Linked DNA regions of Sus scrofa: region 2 is linked to region 1. The links are chromatin contacts, called in public Hi-C maps. All regions are on one chromosome and are shown on one strand. The core of a region is the stretch at or near the end of the contact, and the rest is flanking DNA. Distances in the headings are between cores, read along the strand shown. Region 1 holds the start of FAM43B (protein FAM43B). Region 2 holds the start of PINK1 (serine/threonine-protein kinase PINK1, mitochondrial).

The links. Hi-C and Micro-C count contacts between places; a contact is called where the count stands out from the background.
Region 2: a Hi-C map of skeletal muscle shows a contact between it and region 1, with 2.1 times the contacts expected there. The contact joins the promoter of PINK1 here to the promoter of FAM43B in region 1. A contact is called at or near these places in 3 of 47 Hi-C or Micro-C datasets (epiblast stem cells, liver and skeletal muscle) and 1 of 2 datasets of contacts at active chromatin or transcription factors (skeletal muscle).

What each region holds. Positions count from the first base shown.
Region 1 is chr6:78,784,744-78,789,273 of Sscrofa11.1, forward strand. FAM43B (protein FAM43B) reads left to right here and starts at 1,960. Exons shown (of 1, transcript XM_003356177.4): 1 at 1,960-4,530. The coding sequence starts at 3,802.
Region 2 is chr6:78,861,211-78,865,740 of Sscrofa11.1, forward strand. PINK1 (serine/threonine-protein kinase PINK1, mitochondrial) reads left to right here and starts at 1,985. Exons shown (of 8, transcript XM_021095478.1): 1 at 1,985-2,474. The coding sequence starts at 2,079.

The sequences.
Region 1 (4,530 bases), core at 710-3,209:
AGAAACTCAGATAGTCGACGGACCACCTAGAGTGTTCAGCCAGGTAGAGAGGTGTTTTATGGTACTGCTGGACAGTTGAAGGATGAATTAGTGATAGGTACATAAGCAAGTTTTTTGGGGGGGGTTGTTTTTAATGAGGTGATTAAATACTGCTAGAAAGCAAAAGTGGTGTCTCATAAGGAAAAATGAAATCATGAAATCATAGCACACTTCAAGTCTCTGCTTTGAACAACAGTTAGTATCTTTTTGGGGGTGGGGGGGCAGGTGCAGTACATGGAAGTTCCCAGGCTAGGGGTTGAATCAGGGCGGCAGCTGCCGGCCTACGCCAGAACCACAGCAATGTGGTATCTGAACCACATCTGCAACCTAAACTGAAGCTCACGGCAATGCTGGATCCTTAACCCACTGAGTGGGGCCAGGGATCAAACCCACATTCTCATTGGTACTAGTCAGATGTGTTTCTGCTGAGCCAAAACAGGAACTCCTTTTTTTTTTTTTCCTTCTTTTCTTTTTATGGCCGTACCTGGGGCATTTGGAAGTTCCTGGGTCAGGAGTCAAATCAGAGCTGCAGCTGCCACCCACATCACAGCAACACCAGATCTGAGCTACATCTGTAATTTACACGGAAGCTTACAGCAACACCGGATCCTCAACCCATGGATCCGAGAAGGCCAAGGTGAATTGTCCACAGGGTAAGGAAATGGCTAACAAATGTCAAATGCTGCTCTGTGGCCCAGAAGACTAAAGAGACTATGTGATCTCTCACGGTCCTGGCTAAACGCCCCTCCCTCTGAAACAGAGGATATTCCAAAAGCAGTGGGAACAGAACCAAAGCAGGACTAGGTGAGTGAGCCTAGGGAGGCTCCCAAGCCAGCAACATTCCACCCCTGCTGCAGCGCTTCCATCCCTTCCTGTTCTCTGGGAGGCAAGAGTTTAGTTCCTGGATCAAATGCATGCAAGGCTCAGGATACACTTAGACCACACACAAAAAAAAAAAATGGTTGCTGATCTGAAATTCAAATTTAACTGGAGTTCCTGTGTCATTATATGTTAACTCTAGCAACCCCAGGAGGCTATGCCTTCAAAAAGCTTGGAGGGGTCGGAGTTCCTGTCGTGGCGCAGTGGTTAACAAATCCGACTAGGAACCATGGGGTTGCAGGTTCAGTCCCTGGCCTTGCTCAGTGGGTTAAGGATCTGGCGTTGCCATGGGCTGTGGTGTAGGTTGCAGACGCGGCTTGGATCCCACGTTGCTGTGCCTGTGGTGTAGGCTGGCAGCTGCAGCTCCGATTCGACCCCTAGCCTGGGAACCTCCATATGCCTCGGGAGCGGCCCAAGAAATAGCAAAAAAGACAAAAAAAAAAAAAAGCTTGGCGGGGTCTCAGCCTTGTAAGTTGAGACTGGCAGCTTCTACTGCCTCCTGAAGGTTGTGGGGTGGAGGACCCAAGGCTGTGAGGTCCAGAGGGCTGATCATTGTACCTCTAGAGCCTGGTCTGTCCTGGAGAAGTGAGGCCATAGCTATGAGGTGGGGAACGGTGGGGAGACTTCCATGTCCTTCTTGAGTGTTTTTTCATTTTTGTTTTTACCACAAGCATTGTGTTACTTTTGTAATCAGCAACAAGAAAAAAGAACTTTCCATGTTGTAATGAGGCTGCCATGGAGGCCCCCTCCAAAGCTAAGATCCTGCAATGCTAAGTAATGTCCTGCTCTGTATTTGCATGTCTTTTTTTGTTTGTTTTGCTTTTTAGGGCTGCACCTGTGGCATAAAGAAATTCCCAGGCTAGGGGTCGAATAGGAGCTGCAGCTGCCGGTCTAGGCCACAGCCCCAGCAACATTGGATTCCAGCCACATCTGTGAACTATGCGGAAGCTTGTGGCAATGCTGGATCCACAACCCGCTGATCAAGGCCAGGGATCAAACCCGCATCCTCACAGACACTATGTCAGGTTTGTAACCCACTAGGCCACAACAGGAACTCCCATGTATATCATTTTAGGAGCACTCAGTAATGTAGCTTTGTGGGGGGTTTTGCTTTTATTCCCCCCAAGGATTCTGAGCCCAGTTGGCTGGCCGAGGATGAATGTTGCCCGGCTGTGGGACATATCATTTTCCCACTGTCCCCACTCTGGGAGGTCACCTGGTTTGGCCTGGCCTAGCCCAAGCCTCTGGGCTCATTCCTGATCTGGAAGGCTACCCAGATGACCTCTTCTGAAGCCAAGAAGAGGGTTTGGGGGTTGCCTCTGTGGGAGCCTCCTGGGCCCCCATCAGAGTGGTCCTGGGATTCTAGGGAGCTTATGGTTTAATAAACCCTGAAAGGGGGGAAGTGTCCCCCCACCCAGGGACAACTGTCTCTTTCCCAGGACACTAGAACCCCCCTTGTAAGAGCCCCCACTAATGGGTCTCAGGGGAGGATGGAAAATGCCCCATGATCCATATGCCCTGAACAGGAATACGATAGACCCACCGAAGAGTGAGGACCCTCTTGTAGGTGACCCAAGTCTGAGTGGAGCCCTAGTTCCAACTCTATCAGCCCTGAGATCTTGGGCAAGTCACTTAACTGAGCCTGGGCTGTCCTGAGATGAGGAGATAATGAATGCAAAACCCAAGAGTTGGTGGTGACCCGGAGTTCACACACTGGAGTGGTATGGCTTTAATCCTGGGAGAGTCCAGAGGCTGCCCTTCGGGCCAAAGGAGCTTTTGATCTGCAATTCCCGCAGACCCAGGATGGCTCTGGAAGGTTCCCCACCCTCACAGAGTACCCTCCCGGCTTCCGTCCAGGCCAGGGGGACTTCCAGCCGCTGGAGACTTGACTGGTCTCCCAGCTCAGGCGCAGCCGCCTGGCCCACGACCTTGGGAGAACCTGGGAGAAAGCTTCACCAAGCGACAGTACTTTTCCACTGCACTGCTCGGCCACCTCAGCTGGCTTTCTGCTGTGCAGACAGGAGGTAAAGCGAGCCAGGCTAGCCCCATCAGGAACCCACCCAAACTCACTCTCAGAGATGGGGGTGGGGACGTGCTTTGGGTGAGGGGCAGTAGGAATCCTAGAAAGAGAGGAGGGGGATACCGAACGCCCCAAGAGATGCTCAGAGACCACCCTTGAGACCTGAGAAGTCTGCATTGGCAAAGCCCCCCGGTACATTTCAGGCTGTTCCTACTCGTTAACCTCCCGCTCCACCCCTTCCCCTCCGACAATAACGATTAAACCCGATCCACCGCGCCTGTGCTGGGTCTCGGGTGAAAAGCAGTGCTAGCCTGCGCGGGGGAGGAGAGAGAGAAGGGCGAGAGGAGGGGACAAGAGAGCTAGCGGTCCCGCCCGGTGATGTAGGCAGCCCGGGGAGGTGGAGCCGCGACGCCTGAAGGAGTTCCCACCGCAGTCGCGCTCTCGGTCTACCCCTCCGAGCAGCCAGCCGCCAGCCCCGGCTCTGGCGACCTCCCTGCCGCGGCGATCTGGGCGGCGGGACCCTCGGGATCCCCCCTAGTCGGGCCTGAGGGGCGCCTCCACCCCGCCCAGCCCCTGCCCCTCCTTGCTTCCCGGACGGCTGGAGCGACTCGCGGGGGAAGCTGTTCCCGGACGCTCGGCCGCCGCCAGGGCATCTCGGCTGCCAGCCCGGCTGGGCACCGGGCATCTGCGAAGCTAACTAGCCTTGTCTGGCACTGGGCATCTCCGGGCACCGACTGTCTCCAGCGTCCCCTGCTTCCCGCAAGCCCGAGGCCGCTGGCTTCTGCGCTCCTTCCCCTCCCCCGGCCGCTGGGCAGCACGCCGGTGAGCTCCCGGCGCCCCCAGCCCCTCCGGCCACCGCCGCGATGCTGCCCTGGAGACGTAACAAATTCGTGCTGGTGGAGGACGAGGCCAAGTGCAAGGCAAAGAGCCTGAGCCCGGGGCTCGCCTACACGTCGCTGCTCTCCAGCTTCCTGCGCTCCTGCCCGGACCTGCTGCCCGACTGGCCGCTGGAACGACTGGGCCGCGTGTTCCGCAGCCGGCGCCAGAAAGTGGAGCTCAACAGGGAGGACCCGACCTACACCGTGTGGTACCTAGGCAACGCCGTCACCCTGCACGCTAAGGGCGACGGCTGCACCGACGACGCCGTGGGCAAGATCTGGGCGCGCTGTGGGCCGGGCGGGGGCACCAAGATGAAGCTGACGCTGGGGCCGCACGGCATCCGCATGCAGCCGTGCGAGCGCGGCGGCTCGGGGGGCTCCGGGAGCCGCAGGCCGGCGCACGCCTACCTGCTGCCGCGCATCACCTACTGCACCGCGGACGGGCGCCACCCGCGCGTCTTCGCCTGGGTCTACCGCCACCAGGCGCGCCACAAGGCCGTGGTGCTGCGCTGCCACGCCGTGCTGCTGGCGCGGGCGCACAAGGCGCGCGCCCTGGCCCGCCTGCTCCGCCAGACCGCGCTGGCGGCCTTCAGCGACTTCAAGCGCCTGCAGCGCCAGAGCGACGCGCGCCACGTGCGCCAGCAGCACCTCCGCGCGGGGGGCGCCGCCGCCTCCGTACCCCGCGCCCCGCTGCGCCGACTGCTCAACGCCAAG
Region 2 (4,530 bases), core at 735-3,234, 76 kb after region 1:
ATGGCTGTTTAGTATTCCATTGGGTGAATATACCACAATTTTCCAGTCTACTATAGAGATGGCCATTTGAGTTGTTTCCAGTTTTACACTATGTGGAATAGTCTTGCTATAAACATTCTCGGGTAAATTACATATGCTTTTCTAGGGGTCTATACCTAGGAGTAACATTACCAGCTTCTCATTCAATGTATATACTGGTTTCTTTCTTTTTCTTTTTTGGCTACACCCACAGCATGCAACTTTCCCCGGGCCAGGGATCAAACCCACGCCACAGCAGTGACAGCGCCGGATCCTCAAAATGTTGAGTCACTAGGAAGTATTCCTATACTGGTTTTGACATGTTTAAACTCACTGGAGTTTCCATCGTGGCTCAGTGGTTAACGAATCTGACTAGGAACCATGAGGTTGTGGGTTCGATCCCTGGCCTTGCTCAGTGGATTAAGGATCGGGTGCTGCCATGAGCTGGGTGTAGGTCGCACACTCGGTTCAGATTCCACGTTGCTTTGGCAGTGGCGTAGACCAGCAGCTACAGCTTAGATTAGACCCTGATCCTGGGAACCTCCATGTGGTTCGGGTGCAGCCCTAGAAAAGACAAAAAGACCAAAAAAAAAAAAAATTTCACCAATTCAAAGTGGATCTTTCTGCAGTTGCCTTGTTTTTATTCCTATTTACTCTCATTCTTTCTTACAACTTTACAGCCCAGAAACAGGGCTGTGCTAAAGGTCGCAAATGAGTCCTGAAATAAATAGGTTAGACTGTGTCTTTCTATTCAAGAAATGCTGAGGTGGGTCTCAGGCTAGACGAAGGTCCCCTTGCCCTGAAGGTCATCTGTGACACATGGCCATACCTTCAAAAACATTTTAACATCTCTTCCAGGGCCTCTTACCCACAACCAGCCTTAAGGGTAAGGAGATTGGAGGTACTCATGATTACAGGAACGTTTTTTTAAATGGCAGCACCACAAAATATACCTCCTTAGCCTGGGGAAGGCTTGGTTCCTTGTTAAAGAATAACCCACTGACCAAATAAATCATGTAGATCTTGTCTGGATCCCAATTTGAACAACTGTAAAATAAAACAACAGGGAAATCTGAATATTGATTGGATAGTAAATGATATTGTGAAGTTAATGGTAATATTTTTAGAGGTGACAATATCATTTATGTTTTGTAAAAAAATAGTTCTCTCTCAATAGATATTTAAGTATTTATAAATGAAATGATATGATATATGGGATTTGCTTTAAAGATGGGAGAATGGAAAGTAGGAAGATATGCACAGGTGACTAAATAATGACTATTTGTTGATAATTGTTGAAACTGGATAATTGGGTACATGGGGTTCACTATAGTTTTCCATTATTGTATTTGTAAATTCTCTTTTTAAAAAAGGCAAGAGAAAGAAAGAAAAATCACTCAGTACAAATTCCTTATCAGCCATTCCAACAGCAGCTTTGGGTAACAAGGCTCTACCACCAACATGCTGTGTGACTTTGTGAGTTGATCCACATCTCAGGGACTCTGTTCACTAATCTGAAAAAAGTGGCCTAAGGGTGAGATTTCTCTCCGGGGCCTGTGGGCTTGTTGAGACGAGTGGAAGGGCATCAGGGGCAAGGACTCAGCAATCAGGGCAATGCAAACTTTAACCTCAGCTCTGATACTGCATATGACCTTGGACTGTCACTGCCCTGTTTTTTTCTTTTTCCTCAGTTTTCTTATCTATAAAAACGACCTTCCTATCTCATTGGTAGGAAAATTAACAAACGTAGATTCTGGCACCGTCGGTAAGGGGTAATAATTATTCATTTCTCTTCTCAATTTCTCGATTTTGCCCAGAACCAAGGATGTTGACAGGATCTCCCTGACAATGCAATCTTTAGATCCTGGGTGCAAGAGCAAGAAACTACCCGCCGCGCAGATGCGCGAACAGCGCCCTCGTGCGCGCACAGCGGAGAAACAGCCAGAGAGGCGGCCCCGCCCATTGGCGCCCGCGCCTGCGCAAAGGCGCCGACCCGAAGTTTGTTGTTGTGACAGGCGTCCCGGCCTCCTGCGGCTCGGAGGAGACCCAGCCGCGGCACCATGGTGGTGCGACAGGCTCTGGGCCGGGGCCTGCAGCTAGGCCGAGCGCTGCTGCTGCGCTTCACAGCCAAGCCTGGCCCGACCTATGCCTGGGGGCGGCCCGAACGCCCGGGCCCAGCGGCGGGCTGGGGCCGCGGAGAGCGCCCTGGCCCTGCCGCGGGACCCGGAGCGGAGCCGCGCAGGCTCGCGCTCGGGCTCCCCGGCCGCTACCGCTTCTTCCGCCAGTCAGTGGCCGGGCTGGCGGCGCGGCTCCAGCGACAGTTCGTAGTGCGGGCCCGGGGCGGCGCGGGCCCTTGCGGCCGGGCTGTCTTTCTGGCCTTCGGGCTGGGGCTGGGCCTCATTGAGGAGAAGCAAGCGGAGGGTCGGCGGGCGGCCTCCGCCTGTCATGAGATCCAGGTGAGCGCCGGCCGCGGGCGGGGGTCGGAGCGGGAGCGGGAGTCGGGCTGCGGGCGGGGCTAAGTGTGTGGGCGGGTCTTGGGTGGGTGTGGGGTGGGGCTAAGTGTGGGCGTGGTGAAGGCGGAGCTGGGAGGCATTAACTGATTTGGGGCCCTGGGTCAGGGTTTACCTTTGTCCGAGCTGGAAATTCCTTGACATCACTGATTAAGGCTCATTTTCGATGTCACTGATCTCCTGACCTGGGGCTTAACAGCTCACTTTTTACTGTTTTCCCTTCCTTCAAACAGCATATTTTGGAAGTTATGTTAATAACCACTCATGTTGCACCTTGGCCAATAACTTTCTGTAAATTTTCAGAAATTTAAGGACAACTAAGACATAATACTTATATTCCTGTGGTTGGTTGTCATCCCTAATTTATGGATGAGGAAACACACTCAGAGAAGTGAAAGGTGGTGTAAATTGCTGAAAGTCACACAGCTCATAAAGGGCAGTGCCCCAAGTCTGATTTTACAAAGCCTGTGCCGTTAACCACTGCTCCAGCCAGGCTCCTTCCACAGTTTAGCCAAATCAGAAGTGACACAGTGACTGATATTAATGACAGATCTGAAGCTTCAGCAAAAACCAAGAACAGCAAGAGAAGATAGCAGACCTGCTTTATTTTTATTCAATGAATTTCATTGTATTTATAGTTGTGCAACCATAATTACAGCCTAATTTTATTTATTTATTTGTAAAGCAAAAGCGTTTATTAAGGCGTCAGAGGGTGGCTGAGCTCAAGATGGCACCAGCCCTGACTGTGAGGAGGTGCTAGGCTTATAAAGAATCTGTCACAGCCTAATTTTACATTGCCATCCCAAACCCCCAGCGTATCCCCCCCCCCCAACCTGTCTCCTCTGGTCCCCGTAAGTCTTTCAAAGTCTGAGTCAGTTTCTGTTCTGCAAATAAGTTCATAATATCCTTTTTTAGATTCCACCTATAAGTGATAGCTATGATGTTTGTGTCTCACTGTCTGACTACCTTCACTTAACATGATAATTTCCAGGTCCATGCATGTTGCTGCAAATGCCGTCATTCCATTCGTTTCTATGGCTGAGTAATATTCCATTGGGTATATGTACCACATCTTCTTTATCCACTCCATCAACAGAGGGATGGACATTTAGGTTGCTTCTGTGTCTTGGCTGTTGTATATAGTGCTGCAGTGTACATTGGGGTACATGTATCTTTTTAAATCATGGTTTTCTCTGATGTGGGATTGCTTGATCATATGGTAATTCTATTGTTAGTTTTTTGAGGACTCTCCATGCTATTTTCCATAGTGGTTGCACCACTTTACACACCCACCAACAGACTAAAAGGGTTCTCTTTTCCCTTTGCTCCGCACCCTCTCCAGCATTTATTGTTTGTAGCCTTTTTGTTGTTGTTGCTTTTTAGGGCCGTTCTCATGGCATATGGAAGTTCCCTGGCGAGGGGCTGGATCAGAGCTGTAGCCACTGGCCTACGCCAAAGCCACAGCAATGCCAGATCTGAGCCGTGTCTTCCACTTACACCATAGCTCACGGCAACGCTGGATCCTTAACCCACTGAGCAAGGCCAGGGATCGAACCTGTGTTCTCATGGATACTAGTCAGATTTGTTTCCGCTGAGCCACGATAGGAACTCCCCTCATAGTGTGGGTTTTTTTTTGTTTTTTGGTTTTTTGTCTTTTTGCCTTTTCTAGGGCCGCTCCCGCAGCATATGGGGGTTCCCAGGCTAGGGGTCTAATCGGAGCTGTAGCTGCCAGCCTACACCACAGCTACAGCTATGCCAGATCTGAGCTGTGTCTGCGACCTACACCACAGCTCACGGCAATGCTGGATCCTTAACCCACTGAGCAAGGTAAGGGATTGAACCCGAAACCTCATGGTTCCTAGTTGGATTTGTTAACCACTGAGCCACGACGGGAACTCCCTCATAGCAGGTTTTTTTGTTTGTTTGTTTTTGAAAGTTGAGAATTAAATTTTATTTGAGACAAAATTAGGACTTAAGCCCAAGAGACAGCATCTCAGGTAGC